3 separate regions of the Zea mays genome follow, and all the other regions are linked to region 2. The links are chromatin contacts, called in public Hi-C maps. All regions are on one chromosome and are shown on one strand. Each heading gives the region's core, a stretch centred on a gene start, on an enhancer-like site or on the middle of the called end of the contact. The rest is flanking DNA. Distances are from core to core; before and after follow the strand shown. Region 1 holds the start of LOC103636817. Region 2 holds the start of LOC100278950 (transcription initiation factor TFIID subunit 4b). Region 3 holds the start of LOC100193187.

The links. A called contact is a pair of places that touch in the nucleus more often than the background predicts.
Region 1: a Hi-C map of root tip shows a contact between it and region 2, with 8 times the contacts expected there. The contact joins the promoter of LOC103636817 here to the promoter of LOC100278950 in region 2. A contact is called at or near these places in 10 of 25 Hi-C or Micro-C datasets (bundle sheath, ear, endosperm and 3 more).
Region 3: a Hi-C map of bundle sheath shows a contact between it and region 2, with 2.8 times the contacts expected there. The contact joins the promoter of LOC100193187 here to the promoter of LOC100278950 in region 2. A contact is called at or near these places in 8 of 25 Hi-C or Micro-C datasets (bundle sheath, ear, endosperm and 3 more).

Annotation. Positions count from the first base shown.
Region 1 is chr1:77,749,882-77,752,728 of Zm-B73-REFERENCE-NAM-5.0, forward strand. It overlaps LOC103636817, which reads left to right and starts at 1,576. Exons shown (of 2, transcript XM_008659141.4): 1 at 1,576-1,909; 2 at 2,060-2,847. The coding sequence starts at 1,826. The coding sequence ends at 2,665.
Region 2 is chr1:77,616,382-77,619,488 of Zm-B73-REFERENCE-NAM-5.0, forward strand. LOC100278950 (transcription initiation factor TFIID subunit 4b) reads right to left here and starts at 1,433. Exons shown (of 15, transcript XM_008659106.3): 1 at 1,211-1,433; 2 at 960-1,104. The coding sequence starts at 1,246.
Region 3 is chr1:77,867,328-77,870,165 of Zm-B73-REFERENCE-NAM-5.0, forward strand. LOC100193187 reads right to left here and starts at 1,268. Exons shown (of 2, transcript NM_001138342.1): 1 at 964-1,268; 2 at 1-897. The coding sequence starts at 1,147. The coding sequence ends at 92.

The sequences.
Region 1 (2,847 bases), core at 326-2,825, 130 kb after region 2:
CACCCCATGTACCAAAGAAGATAGAGACTTGTTTCATGCTTCAACTTCGGTGACAGTTGGCAATGGGACCCTTGCTTCTTTCTGGTTCTCCAATTGGATTAATGGCATGGCGGCGCGTCTCATTGCCCCCAATCTCTTCATTAAGGCAAAGCGCAAAAACATTAAGGTACATAAGGCCCTGCTCAACAATACATGGATTTCTCTTATTTCTCCGGTTTCTGGGGAAACTGAAATTATTGAATTTGTGAGACTTTGGGAAGCCATCCATGAAGTCCATATAAATATTGAGGAAGTAGACAAAATCAGATGGCGCTGGACATCAGATGGCGAATACTCTACCAAGAGTGCTTACCTGGCTCAGTTCCACGGGAGTTTTGCCAAGCTCAAACTTTCTCCAGTTTGGAAGGCGAAGACAGAGCCTAAATGTCGGTTCTTTGCATGGACCCTCCTCCATAACAAAATTCTAACGACCAATAATCTTCAGAAGCGAGGTTGGAATAATGATCCTATCTGCAAGCTTTGTAAGCGCGAACCGGAGACGGTGGGCCATCTAGCAAAAGATTGCATATTCACAAAATCGTGTTGGAGTTGGCTCAGCTCGTGGTACAACCTCTCCTCTCTGCCAAAGTTGGACCAGTGCTCGTCGGTCTATGGATGGTGGAGGAAGTGCAGACTAAAAGTAGAGAAAACTGCTCGCAAGGAATTCGATGGTCTCTGTATTTACTTTTGGTGGGAGATTTGGAAAGAAAGAAATCGAAGAATCTTTCATGGTCTTGAGAAGAGCGAGCGAGAAGTGGCCAACTTCGTCAAAGAAGATTTCAACCCGCAAAGAGCTTCTAGTTAATTTTAGCGTTTTAGCGTTTTGTTTGTGTGGCGTGCTGGGTTTCTAGTGGGCTGTTTTGCTAGTGCTTCTTTTCTTTTCTTTGCCCCCCTCTACCCTAGTGTTGTTTTTCCTTTTCCTTTCCAGTGTTTGGAAGTGTCCCTTTCTAATAAATTTTTGGCCATGGCAATGCTCTTGCCGTGTCCTTTTTCAAAAAAAATCCAGCTAGGAATCGTTTTGCGGTGGCCAATAATCCCCGGGAAACGGAAAATAGCATTGCCCTTAACGAACTCGTATGGCTAATTATACGTAACACCGAATAAACGTGTGGCAAAGTCCAGCTCTTCTTTACCTGAACAGCATCATGGTCATTTCTCGAGAGGACGATCGATCGAGCTAGTGTGGTCCAGAAGTGGCTGATGATCTGGGGATGACAGTTCACCCCAGGATTGAGAGATCAAAAGTGGGGCTGGGGGCGACCGTGCCATTTATGTATTCCTGAGTGGATGTGTGTGATGTCAACAAGTTAATAAGGGAGGCATGATATATTCCAGGCAGGGCGGGCAGGCACACATGCATGTGAACAACAGCCTTGCCACTTTCTGTGCTGTGCTGTGCCGTGCCTGTCTCTCCGCCCGATTCTTTTTCGCTCGCCTAGTGCTCCCCCTCACTCCATAAAAATCTATTTCTGGATAGATAGATACATGGTTGGATACACATATTTATAGCAAGTGGGGGTTGCTGTGTCCCCTGCTTTTGGAGTCGCGAGTTCGTGGTGGGCCGTGGGGCCGGCATATCATTCCTCCCCCTCCGAATTCCGATCGATCCCCCCGCACTCCGAGCTGCGTCCATCCCGGCCGCTCTGCGCCTTTAAAATAGCAGCAGGCCGTGGAGTGTCCAGAAAGCTAAGTGCCCCTAACCCTACCCTCCTCCTCCTCGATCCAACACAGAGAACGTCCCAACTCCCAAGGTTTTTTCGATCCCGATAAGCATCCAAGTGAGAAGATGTCAAGGTATCATCTGAAGCAGTTCGAGAAGGAGCGCATGAAGATGGCCATGCTAAGGCAAGAAGAGACGTTCAGGCAACAGGTAATAATAAGAATCAAGCAAACCAAGCAGCTAGCTAGCAGAGAGCCAGCCTCCAGTCCTAGCTCACGTGCATGCGTTTCTCAAACCGCGCGCCCGGCTCCGATCCCTAAAGCAACCTCTAATGCTGATCGACGTACGTTTCCACACCAGGTCCAGGAGCTGCACCGGCTGTACCGGGCCCAGCAGCTACTGATGGCCGGCGATGACGCGGCGACGAACGAGGCAACAAGATCGGCAACGGCAACGGCAATGCCGCCCGCGGCCACGCGACGCGACCTTGAGGCGGCGGCGGAGGACGACGACGACGAGAGACGCACCGTGGGGACCGGCGCCGGCTCGAGCAGCAGGTCGTGGGACGACGACGCCCACTCGCCGCCGCAGCAGCATGGGCGGAGTGGCAACAGCGAGGCCCCTCCGCTCCTTCTCCGAGAGAGCGAGCTGGAGCTGACGCTGGCTCTAGGGTGCTTCGGCGGCGCGGCGCCCGGGAAGAAGGAGGCGTCGTCTACTAGCGTGGACTCGAGGACGAGCGTGTCGTCGTCGTCGACGGAGTCCGGGTCCGCCGGCAGCCCCGAGCGCGGGGTCCGACGACGACTGCCTCCCCCCGTCGTCTCTGATGATCATCGGGTCGGTGCCGCCGGGCCAGCCTACCACTACTACTACCAGCAGGGCTGGGCAGCGTCTGGACCACGAAGCAGGCGGCCTGCCGCAGCCTCCCTGCTGGCTCCACAAGTGCCTGAATTTGGCACGATAGGGTAGTTCCGACCGAGTCTCACTGTATTTGTGGGTACCACTACCAACCATTCGATTCTTATGCCACCGCAGATATACTTATCTTCTCTTTGTGCGCTGTTTCTTCACTTCTCTTCCTTCTTTGGATGGAAGAGCCTACTATACCCCGTACAAAATTATGCCTAGCTAGACACACACAAAAAAAACTC
Region 2 (3,107 bases), core at 183-2,682:
CAGATCATCCAAACAAAAGGGAAACATAAATACTATACTCCTAAAGAGAATACCATAAAATAACACCCTAATTATGTTTGCGAGTTCTATTTTTGTTGCAAAGTCCATCATAACAAGAATGGAAGTGTAAATTCGATTCTCTGTTCCAATCTCCATAGTCCAAGGGCAACCACAAACACTCGTATAAAAACCACTCTACAATTATTTTTGAACCGGAAACCCTAACATGTCTTCAAGTTCAAACGAGTTTTTTGGCTGACTTCATACCTCCATGACCAACAGTACAAACACCATCCACTCTGATTAATTTTAAAATAAGACCAACATATTGGTGATAATTACTGAACTAAGTCAGAAACCCATAGCTATTTCTAATAAATCCTAGGCTAACTTCAGAAACCCATATGATTCCAGCTCCATAGACCATTATTTGACCCCAAAGTCTTGAACACTTATTTTAATTTTAATGTAATGAAGAAGCATTAAGCACAATTTATTTTCTTACGACAGAATGTCCAAGTTCCATTACTTCAGCATTGTTTTCCCTACTGTTTTTATTTGTACTGCAAGAATGCATAAATGTCAGACCCTATTCAAATCAAACTCAAAGAAACTTGCTTCCTATTTGTGATGTCAGTGTCACAGGCTCCATCAGAGAGTTGAGCCAACCCATTTTTGAACGAGAGATTCATCGAGGTGCATTTGTTCAGATTGTATATGCATTGCACACACTAAACAGAAAAATGGAGGTCCAGCATTTCCAACTCTGGAGCTGCATTCTGTTACCATGGACAAAAGAAACGTCGGTCGAAGTTATTTTTCCCCAACCCAAGAGCCGCATTATCCAAAACCACCCGTGTCATTTCTCGATTCCTATAGCCCCCAATTATCGCCAAAAGCAGTGCACAACGCGAATTCGAAGAGAGAACAGAAAGGGGCAACGGGGTCTGGGGGCTCACCAGCACCGTGATCCGTGGGCTGGGACGAGGAGCCGGCGGGAACGCTGGTGCTGGTGCTGGCGCTGGCGCTCGCGCTGGCCTCCACCTCGCGGTTCAGCGCCGCCGTGAAGGCCTCGACGTCGGCACCCGAGTGCAGACTCTCATCCTGCGCAATTCGGAACAAGAAGGACACCGTTCCGATCAAATCCCCCCCCGCCTTCACCCCACAAGAATCCGAAAATGGCAAGAGAGGCCCAGGTCAGGCGGGGCACCTCGTCGTCCTCGAGTAGCTTCATGATGGGATCCATGGCGCGGGAAGCTCGGGCGGCTGGTGGCGCGAGGTCCCCTCTCCGAGAAAGCTCACCTCGCCTCTCCGCCGGGGCTTCGACGAACGGGAGGAAACGAAATGAAATGAAACGAAACAAAACGAAATCCCTTGTGCGGGCAGGAAGGAAGGGAGCCGGAGGAAGAAGGCCGGCTACTTTTTCCCATGGCGCCTCCGTGTCTTACTGGGCTGTCAGTGGGCCTTCTTGGATCTGTACAAATGGCCCGTCTAATATCTCGATAGGGTTACATGTTTCAGTTTTCTTATAATTCTTTCTTACAAATCTCTTTTGGATAAACATGAACTGGGTACTTTCCCCTGATCGGCATCCTAGTATCCATGCACATACATCCGGACTTAAAATAAATGATTTGTAAACTATTTTGTTAATGGCATCATCATTTTGGTAAGGCAACGAGGTTAAAGAGCCAAGAATGATCCTATTTTAGAGCTTAATGCCAAAGTGGAGAAATTAAGGCCAACGCAAAAGTAAAATGGATCAGTCAACCACTTGTGAATTTTCAAAATAGAGGAATATTAGAATTTAGTTTTTGTCAAAATACTCTTATTACAAAATTTGGTCTCTTATGGGGGAGAATTTTGATTATAGGAAAAAGGTGGAGTTTTTGACACTTGATCAATTTTACTCTTAGAATATCTCTCGATTTGCCCAAACAAGTGTGTTTGACTTAGAGATAGGAAAAAGAATTTGATTTGCAAAAACAAACCAAGTGGTGGCAAAGAGTGATCCAAATATGCCAAATCTTAAGTAAAAAGGGAATTGGTCTTCATTTGCATTGATGTTGCACTTCTTTTGTTGCTTTTTGATGTGTTGGCATAAATCACCAAAAAGGGGGAGACTGAAAGGGAAATATGCCCTTGGGCCATTTCTATAAGTATTTTGGTGATTAGATGTCCAACACATATTGAGTGAGTTCTTATGTGCCAAATGAGTGAGAAGTGTGAAATCAAGAACAAAGTATGTTTCTAGACTTAGTGAATTGTTTTTGTATACTAACATGGTTATCTAAGTGCTAGAAACAGTGCCAAGAAAAGAATAATTGAATTGGAGAAGAATTGGCAAAGTACAGCCAACACCAGCTCGGGCCTGGCACACCGGACTGTCCGATGGTGCACCGGACAGTGTCCGGTGCCCCAGGTTGGTCAAACGTGAATTGGATGCTCTCGGGAAAAGAGAAAGGTGACGTGGCTATAATTCACCGGACTGTCCGGTGATGCACCGGACTGTCCGGTGAGTCAACGGCGCCAGCGGCCAACGGTCGTCCGTGCAATCAACGCGCGACACGTGGTCCGCGCCAACGGTCGGTTGGGCACACCGGACAGTGTCCGGTGCACCAACGGCCCCGGAGGACCAACGGTCGGCCGCGCCCGGTATGGAAGGAAATCGAGCACCGGACTGCTACAGTGGCTGTCCGGTGGTGCACCGGACTGTCCGGTGCACCACTCGACAGAAGGCAAGAATTGCCTACCAAATTGATGTCCAACAGCTCCTAACTGCCTTGGGGCTATAAAAGGGACCCCTAGGCGCATGGAGCAGTACAACAAGCATTCTCTAAGCATTCTAAGACTCCCAGACTCCGCTTCCACACATTCGATCGATTGTGTTAGTGATTTGAGCTCCGTTTGAGTTGTGAACTCAGTGTGCTACGTTTCGAGCTCAAGTCTTAGCTTGTGTGCGTGTGTGTGCTGCGGATTTGGGTCTTGCGTGTGTTGCTCTCCCATCCTTACTCTTGTGCTTTCTTTGTGATCAATATTGTAAGGGCGAGAGGCTCCAACTTGTGGAGATTCCTCGCAAACGGGAAGGATACTCAAAAGATAAAATA
Region 3 (2,838 bases), core at 18-2,517, 250 kb after region 2:
ATTATAGTAATTGTTCAATAAAGGAGAGAAGGGGAAAAAAAGAACAGGGGGAAAAAACAGTTATACTTTGGTGGGGTGGCCACCGGCGCTCTCATAGTCTCATCTTCGCCCACACGCAAACGGGGCTTCGAGGCCGGCTCCGGCTGCTACTGGTAGTTTCTTTTCTACTACCGCTACTACGCAACCAAAAATAAAATCTAAGGCCGCAGCCAGAAACGAATGAAAAACGGCCTTGCCGTCGCCGGCGACGAGAGAAAACGCCTGGCCGCCGGGACAGATCGTCCAGACAAAACATCACATCACACGGCGGCCAATCAAGAGAGCCGCTGCGCGTGTGGTTTGGTTTGGTTTGGCCTGCGTCGTCGACCGGCGGCTTCATCAGGCAAAAAGGTTGAGCAGCACGGGCTCCCTGTCGCCGCCGGCCGTGGTCGTGACGGACTCGTCCGAGCTCATGGACGGCGTGCCGGGCCGCAGGAGGGGGGCCCTCCTCCCGTCCGCCGTCGCCGGCGGGGACCCGGGGCTGCTGCTGAGGCACAGCCCTAGGTCGCAGTACGCCGCCGCCTCCGCCGCGGGCGGCGCCCCGGCACCGGCGGCGGCCTTCCGCGCCCGCTTCGCCGTGGAGAAGGTGGACCAGCCGCCGGCGCGCTTGTCGGTGGCGGCGGGGGGCCCGTACAGGTGGCCCGTCCCGGCGCCAAGCTCCGGCAGCGGGCCGATGGCGCCGCCCCGCAGCACGGTGTCGACGGCGGCCTGGCAGAGGTGCCAGTTCCCCGTGCCCAGCAGCCCCACCGCGCCGTGCACCGGGTTGATGGTCCGCCCCGCCGCCTCGTACAGCAGCGACTGGAACAGGGCTGCGAGGAGGTGCCATGGACCACAGTAAGCCTGGTAAGCAATAATAAGCTAGCTAGGGATCATGGTCGGTGTGTGATAGTTCATGCATGGGGACGGGACGGGACGGAAGCGTACCGGGCCGCTGCGCGTCCGGGACAGCGGAGATGAAGGAGAGCAGGCCCGCGCGGCCGAAGAACTTGGCGACGAACACGGTGGCGTGGCCCTGCGCCTCGGCGGCGTCGATCCACTGGAGGCAGGGGCGCAGCACGCAGGCCTCGCTGCAGCCTTTGCGCAGCACCCGGCACCCGTTGCAGCTCATGCTGCTACCGTCGTCACGGCCCCCCCGTCCTAGCCAAGTACTCCTACTCACTCACTAGTAAGTAGATGCTACTACTAGGCTAGAAGATCTCTCTTCTCTCTGCTGCGGTGCTACCACTGCGAGACGGAACGAAGAGAACGGCTGGTTCGCTGCCGGGGAAGGAGATATATAGGCCCCTGGAGAGTGCTGGAGCTGCACGAGCAACCATGGTTGGTTAGGTTAGGTAACCAGAGGCTTGGACCGGGGTCAGACAGAGAGGCGGGCCCCGCCAGGTGGTGCGGTGCGGTGAGGGTGTGTGTGTGTCGTGCGAGGAAGTTCCAAGGTCCTCGGGTGCGCGGGGGGCGGCTCCGTGTCTCCGCGGCCGGTCGGGCACCCGCGGGCCGTCGGATCGCGTCCTCCTCCTGGCCCTAGGGTGTGCGGAACGGTTCCACCACGCGTTCCGGGGCGCCGCGCGTTCGCCCCGTCCGCCGCTCGTCGCGTCGCGTCGTGGGCGGGCGCGCGGTTTGCCGCTTCTGCTGCCCCCGCATGCCTGCGGCTGGATGGGCCTGCTTGCTTTTCCGTGGGGTGGGGCTGCGGATGGGACAGAGACGGGTGCGTGGATTCGCGTGTCGGGCAGCCCCGGTGCGTCTGACTCAGCGTGCCGTGGATTCGTGCTCGCCCCTAATGCCCGCTGATTGCGACGCACTCCGCCCCTTGTGCTGCAGCGACAGCTCGACCACGTCCAATTTACGGGGAAAAAAACAGATCCAAAGCTAAGGACGGAACCCTCGAGTTTTTTTTAAGAATCTGGCTTTCGAAAACTGGATTGAGTATAAACAAGTTAGTTTTTGTCTAATTTCTAGCATCTCCAACAAGATGCTTTAAAATAGTGTCCTACAAATTAAAAATATTGCTCCATCTGTCCTAATTTAGAATTCGTTTCACTTTTCTTTACTAATTTTGGCTGCCTTGTCTTATTTAGTTTTTTTATAAATATGAAAAATTCAAAGACATATCTACAATATATTATATGCTAAACGATACCACATTAAAAGCTAATAATAATTATAATTTTTTTTCCAATACGACGAGCTGGTCAAACTCGAGGTAAAAAATAAAATGAATTATAAATTGAAACGGATTGAGCACATCATTTTAAAGTGTTAAGGGCACTAAAATAAATTGAGTTCCAATAGTTAATATAAAGAAATTGTTGAGAATGAAATAGAAAACGAAGATATGACATTGATTTGAAGTGGAATACATTTGAGTCACTTCATGGTGTGTTTTATATTTTTTTAATAAAAAATATGTAAAATAAGAACGGTTGGAGCCATTTTTATGAGTTAAGACAAATATTGTAAGATATTATATGCAAAAGGTGTTTTTGTGACCATACGGGTGGACTACTGTACATTGCACCTATATGGTCACTACAAACACTGTTTTGCATTGTTTTATATAGCAGATTGCGCTGTTTATATAGTGTAATTTGAATATGAGTATATGTATAGATAAGCTGCTAGAGAGGATATTAGGGTAACACTACACCCGAGCGTCTTACCATTGAGCCAGGCTCGTCCGCAACCCAAATGAATTCTAGATTCAGATTCACTCCTTGCACCCGTCAGATCAGGCCGTGTAGGAAACTTGGCATCGTGTTTGGTTTCACACCCCCCTCTTTTCTTCGGTTCTCTCGTTAATCTCACGCA